Regions from separate parts of the Drosophila melanogaster genome. Here region 1 is linked to region 2. The links are chromatin contacts, called in public Hi-C maps. All regions are on one chromosome and are shown on one strand. The core of a region is the stretch at or near the end of the contact, and the rest is flanking DNA. Distances in the headings are between cores, read along the strand shown.

The links. A called contact is a pair of places that touch in the nucleus more often than the background predicts.
Region 1: a Hi-C map of the S2 cell line shows a contact between it and region 2, with 4 times the contacts expected there. The contact joins the promoter of Rbf here to the promoter of CG3176 in region 2. A contact is called at or near these places in 13 of 107 Hi-C or Micro-C datasets (the D17-c3 cell line, the Kc167 cell line, the ML-DmBG3-c2 cell line and 7 more).

The regions. Positions count from the first base shown.
Region 1 is chrX:800,036-803,028 of dm6, forward strand. Rbf (Retinoblastoma-family protein) reads right to left here and starts at 1,444. Exons shown (of 8, transcript NM_080297.3): 1 at 562-1,444; 2 at 343-482; 3 at 93-281; 4 at 1-30. The coding sequence starts at 750. CG13359 reads right to left here. Exons shown (of 1, transcript NM_130505.3): 1 at 1,634-2,993. The coding sequence ends at 1,910.
Region 2 is chrX:480,153-483,452 of dm6, forward strand. CG3176 reads left to right here and starts at 1,710. Exons shown (of 2, transcript NM_001272167.1): 1 at 1,710-1,845; 2 at 1,966-2,616. The coding sequence starts at 1,980. The coding sequence ends at 2,285. CG18273 reads right to left here. Exons shown (of 6, transcript NM_130487.4): 5 at 3,116-3,300; 6 at 2,625-2,893. The coding sequence ends at 2,732. It overlaps CG32817, which reads left to right. Exons shown (of 4, transcript NM_001272166.1): 4 at 1-14. It also overlaps the pseudogene CR18166.

The sequences.
Region 1 (2,993 bases), core at 194-2,693, 320 kb after region 2:
TTTCCGTGGGCGTGGTTGCCATGCAGAGAACTGTTCCAAAGAGGGAAGCTTTTTATATACACGGGGTCAGGCTGACATGATGATATACGCACATGTACTTGGAGTGCTTCTTCTCGTTGGGCGGGCACGAGAAGATCATGTCCATAATAATGCGGAAACGCTTGTGCAGCATGAATGTAATGCTGAACTTGCGGTCCAGATCCTCAATCTCGTTGACAAACTCCTGAGGCAGGTTGGCCATGTCGCACCACTGCTTAATTTTGGTCTTGAACTCGTAGATGCTGTGGGTGGGGATTGTGGAAATGGTTAGGTGTGAAACTGCAGGCATAAACGGCAACCCACCTCATCTTGCAGCAGCGCAGCAAATTGTTTAAGGACACACAATTACCCTTGACCACTGCATTCTGGCCAGTCACCGTGGGTGTGCTGGTTCTTCGGCAGGCCGTGTAAATGGCGCAGCACATCCAGTGGCTGGCTGTGCCCTTTTAGGCAGGCAATGCACAGAAAGAATGAAAGAAAGGACGTTAGGTTGGAGGCTACTGCTGCCACTTCGAAGCTCACCTCCATGGAGCACCTCTGGGACACCTCTAAGTACGTCTCGTAGCCCTGCAGCTCTGTCTGCCGATCCATGTTTAGATCCCGGCATAGGTTCGTGTACTCGGCGTTGATCATCTCCAGGCGGTCGTCGCTGGTCGCCACCAATCCGCTGACCACCTCAGCTCCCAGTTCCTGCGGGTCAGGCTCGCTCATGTCTGCGAATGATGTCTCTGTCCCGGCTGATTGCGTATGCTTGCAGCGGCGGCCGCTGCTTCTGGCGACAGCCTGGAGTCGGAAATCGGAGACGGAGGCGCCTGAATTGGAGCTAGCCGGCTAACCGGGGCGTTGCGGGCCTGGCGCCGCTGTTTACGTCTAGTGGCCTGGCGCCTAGTGGCTGCCGGTGTATGCTGCGCTTGCCGCCGCGCTCCTCGCGGACATGTAACTGCGAGAGCTTACACTTAATTACAGAAATAATGAAGTTTCCCGCCGAAATGATTTGGGCGTGTGTGTTTGTGTGCGAGTGTTTGTCGCGTGTGTGTGTGTTCGCGATACACCCTTTTCTGAGGAACACAACAAAAGAGCAGGCGAGGGGACAGAACAAACAGCGCTGGGATGCTGCGATTAGCCAGGACCACACCACGGCCACGGTTGTTGGTTAAAACACATTAACAAAATAACTATTTCACAACTTAATCGCCATGGAAAACGCGGGAAACTTGACTAGTTGCGGCGGGCAGGTGCGTGTGATCCACTCCGCGTTCGAACTATCCACTTCTAGGGCTGCGCGGACGATGTGGCCCTAGGGATGGACTTGTGCAGAAGGAAAACTAATTTATTGCCACTACTTAAAGATTTTGCAATTGCGATTGCATAGTCAGAGTCTGACACGTTAATACAAGTTAATGGATTTTTAGTTGGGCGGCCGGTATTTCGCCAGCAAAGCCATGCGGTCACACCGACGCGCGCATTCGGCCAGTTTAAACGTGGTGGGGTGGTATTACTACAGTGCTTGGCGAGTTATGCAGTGACTGCAAGCAGTATGTCGTGTTGCATACATACCTAAATTGGGGGACCCTAAAATGAATTAGAACGAAATAATTGACAAAAATATGTGTACACATATAATTTATTTGCAATGCACAATGCTATTTGCATGTGTGCGGTAAACTGACAGTGTTGGTTAGCGTTCAAGAGCATTGCACATCGGCGATATAGCTAGTTGTAATCGATAGCCGCAAATTTAAATACTGCTTTGAACTTTATGGAAATTCGCGGGAATTCTTCGCGATTCAGCTACTAACATACATACATATACACTATACAATTTAGAGAACTTGCTGTCGCAGCACATACGACCCGAGCTACGACGTGGCTAACGTAGATACCGTCTTCTGAACCTCCTGGCCAGGAGGTGGAATAGCATGTGTCGCCGCATAAAGGCCGCCGTCAGACCTGCCGCCGTGGACAGCTCGTGGTTTTCTTGAGAATCGCTGGCCAGACTGGAGCTCTCGAAGGAATTGGAGGAATTGAAAGAGTCAGAACTCTCTGCCTGCGTATTCTGATCCGCACCAGTTCTAGCACTTCTCCAAATGGGTGTTGAAGAGCCGTCGGACTTACAGCCACTGGTGTTGGTTCTGGAGTTCGGGATCTGGGTTCTGTCGGGATGCTTCTCCAGCACAAGGCAATGCTGTCTTTTGAACGGTTGACTAGCAGACACACCGTACTTGGCTATCGCGCGGTTGAGCTCAGGATCGGGGATGTATGCACCGCGCGACAAAGACTCCGTTTTTCCGATCGATTTTCTTTTGGAAATATACCCGCTGACATATCTTTTTGGTCTAGAGAAACGTCTCGCGGAGGTTGCCTTCTCAATAGTCAATTTCCTCGCGGAGGTTGCATTGTCAATGGTCAAGTTCCTCGTGGATTTTGCCTTGTCAATAGTCATTTTCCTCGCGGAGGTTGCCTTCTCAATAGTCAATTTCCTCGCGGAGGTTGCATTGTCAATGGTCAAGTTCCTCGTGGATTTTGCCTTGTCAATAGTCATTTTCCTCGCGGAGGTTGCCTTGTCAATAGTCAATTTCCTCGCGGAGGTTGCCTTGTCAATAGTCAATTTCCTCGCGGAGGTTCCCTTGTCAATAGTCAATTTCCTCGCGTTGGTTGCCTTGTCTATAGTCAATGTCCCCGCGGAGGTTGAGTTGTCAATAGTCAATTTCCTAGCGGAGGTTGCCTTGTCAATAGCCAAGATCCTCGCAGAGTTTGCCTTGTCAATAGTCAAGTTCCTCGCAGAATTTGCCTTGTCAATAATCAATTTCCTTCGCTCCGCCTCCTCCGTCTGCAAAGTCTTGTGGTGCACCTCAACGCGATCCACAAGATTCTTGGCCGCCTTCTGATCAGCTAAATTCATCTCTGCACGCACCTTGCGGAGAGCAAGGCAGTCAATGATGCTATGACTCTGC
Region 2 (3,300 bases), core at 460-2,959:
TAGTATTTAACATTAAGCAAAAATCTTTGATCTATTCTTTGGAATGCTAGAAAACTTAAATCATGACCTTGAGTTGGCCAATGGCGTTTCCTTAACGTAAAACACACCTTTTCGAACAGCGTCGTGGGCCTTTCGGTTGCTACCATTTGGCGAATGGTGAAGATAAGCAGGAAGGGTGCGACTTTTCACGGCCAGTGCCTGCGTGGCGCGCACTGTGGCCATTACAGTGGCCAGTTTCAGACCCAAGTCCGCCAAACCATCCACCTCCGTTTCACTTATGTCCTGTGTCAGCTTTCTTTCCGCGCGATAGCTAATGATGGCCTGGATTAGATCCTGCCACAGGACACTGAGCTAGGCTGATCGGGGTGACATCAGGTTACTGTGTTGTGCTGTTACAATCAGGTTGTCTGTGCTGCCAACTGCCGCCGTGGCTGATCAAGTGCTTGATGTCTACATCCAACATGCTGCCAAAAAGGCAATCCAGGGACTCTCCTGTGAGAGGGACCGTACGATTCCCAGCCAGATTGCGCTGGGCCTCTAGGAGTCATAGGGCATGACCAGAATATGCCAAGTCTTTGGGTTCCGGTTGAAATGGTCATTAAGCATCTAAAGAGAACATTATGGAACGAGAATAAGGTACTGGGGAAGACTCACCGCTCCCTTCACGCTGCTCAACGAGCATTTGGCAAAGAGAGCCAAAAGGGTTAGCACATTTTGGAGCGCCATGTGCTGCGTTTGCGACGCAGGGCGTGCCACTTACTCCACTTGTGAGGAGAGACGGCGCAGGAGCAGTAGGAAATCCTCGTTAGTCTTATAGCCAAGGATCAGCTTAATGGCCGGCTCCAGACAATCCAGTGCTGAACTGGCAAATGTGTCGCCCACCTCAATGTCTGTATTCAATTGCCTCCAATAGCTGCTTAGCACGAACTCTATCTCATCCGGATCCAAATGCAAACGTTGACGATGGGTGAGCGCCACATTCAGCAAGCGTGTCGCATTAGCATCGCGATAGTTCAACTAAAAATATAGCAACATTGTTGTTTGGTTTGTTCAATACTTATAAACACGAAAAGCACCCACCGAGTGACAAGAGGACGAACAGTTTTCGAATTGTTCTCTTCTAACAGCTTTTCAGGCTCCTGAGAGCGGCGAACCATCTCTGCCAGCTGCTTGATCACAGAACCTACAAACTCTGCATCCCAGTAGTCTTGGCTCTTAGTCCGATCCTTGTTATCCTTGCGAAGTTCAACGCACTCCTGATAGCATCTGATCAGGCTGCCATAGCATTCGAATAGAAGCTTGTTGCTGGACCGCAGGGCATCCTGGAGCAGCTCAGAGCTGAGAACCATGGGCAGACAATCTTGAACAGAAATGGGCGACCCCCGCGGACCACGAAAGATGAAGAGGGTCCTTGGTATGTAAAGCATTGTCCCACTTGCACCAACTCACCTACTCCTACTTCCTGTAATGGAGCGGGTGGTAGATCGGAGAGGAAGCGCCGCTCAGAGTGCAGTTATGTCGGGCTTGTTGTTGCTCAATGCAAAGATGAGTTCAGTTTAAACCGTTAAACACGAGAACAAAAAATGGAGCAAAGCAGCGACCACAAATTTACGGGGATAACCCCACGAAGAGATTGGCAATAAACTGCTACAGTGTTCAGAAATTCGCAATTGCAAGTAAGAATCGATTGGCAAATTAATCGATTTTGTGATTTACTGATTTTGGCATTTTGAATGGGGTCAAGTCAGCTTGTTTCCCGCGATCGGTCTCACTATTTTACTGTCATTGCAATTTGGAAATTTTAAGGGTTCTGATTGCACTTCTCGCTGACCTCAAACAAATCAAGTAAATATTCTTTTTTTTTTGCTGTTATATGTCACGTTCCATCGAAGCTGATGGAAGAGCGGCGTCCTTGAGGTGTCTAACCCTGAACTGGAAATCTCCGTTTTGCTATTTATTTTGCAGAGAAGACAATCAAAATGCTTTTCGATGGCGAAACCGGCAATGGGCAAGGTCAGGGCCAGAATACCCTGAATCCATTGGGGCCAGGCCAGGAGGAGCCCGCCCTATGCGAGCAGTACTATCTGCTGGGCGATGGTTCCATCATTCTGCGCAACCATTCCATCGACTTGTCGAATCCGCCCCTGAAATCGCGCTGCTGCCAGCTCCCAACACTCATCCACGACATATGCGTCAACTGCGTGATGGATCTCTGCGAGGAGTGTGGCTACTCCTGCGGCGAGTGCGCCAAGTTTATTTGCCGCAACTGCGTGACTTTATTGTGAGTTAAGTCCCAGAAGGAAGAAGCATCCCCCTAGGGAAACCCGTTAGTTTAAAAATCAATCGACCATCATCTTATTTCCAGTGGTAATCGAATTGAAGAAGAGGAGGATCCGCTGTGCGAGCACTGCCAGATGTTCCTCAGCTAGGGCATCAAACAATCAAGCAAATGTCAAATGTATTACGTTTTAAAGAATATAGAGCTATATAGTATTTAACATTAGGCAAAAATCTTTGATCTATTCTTCGTTAGCGCTGTGCGAGTACTGCCAGATGTTCGGCTTCACACAAACAAGCACTCAGCAAGGTCACAGTGCTTGTTAAATTTTAAGTTCTGAAGCAGTACAAATTTTGGACAACTCAATCATTTTTATATTTCTATATTTAAAGAGTTGGTATTTCATATAAATATAAAAAAAAATTTACAGGTGTACTCGTTCCTTGTCTCTACCTACACCTTGCCCCTAAATTTGTGGTACTTCTCGTGATCCTTCACCAATCCTTCGTACATCCTGGCGCCGGCCTCATTGCTGGAGCGTAGGATGAAGTGTCCGGCACGGTGATCGCAAATACCGATCAGTTCATGGCACACGCGCACTATGTGGACCTTGATCTGGGGAAAATCGTATTATTAGTCAAAGTAAGCCCACTATAAAAATATATATACTACGTGGACGCATAGAATAAAAAAATGGCAATTATTACTCCTTAAAGAATATAGAACCATATACTTCTTAACACGAAACAAAAATCGTTGATCTATTCTTCGGAATGCTGCGAAACTTGAATTTTGACTTCGACTTGGCCAATGGCGTTCCCTTAACGTAAAACACACCTTTTCGAACAGCGTCGTGGGCCTTTCGGTTGCTACCATTTGGCGAATGGTGAAGATAAGCAGGAAGGGTGCGACTCTCTTCACGGCCAGTGCCTGCGTGGCGCGCACTGTGGCCATTACAGTAGCCAGTTTCAGACCCAAGTCCGCCAAACCATCCAGCTCCGTTTCACTTATGTCCTGTGTCT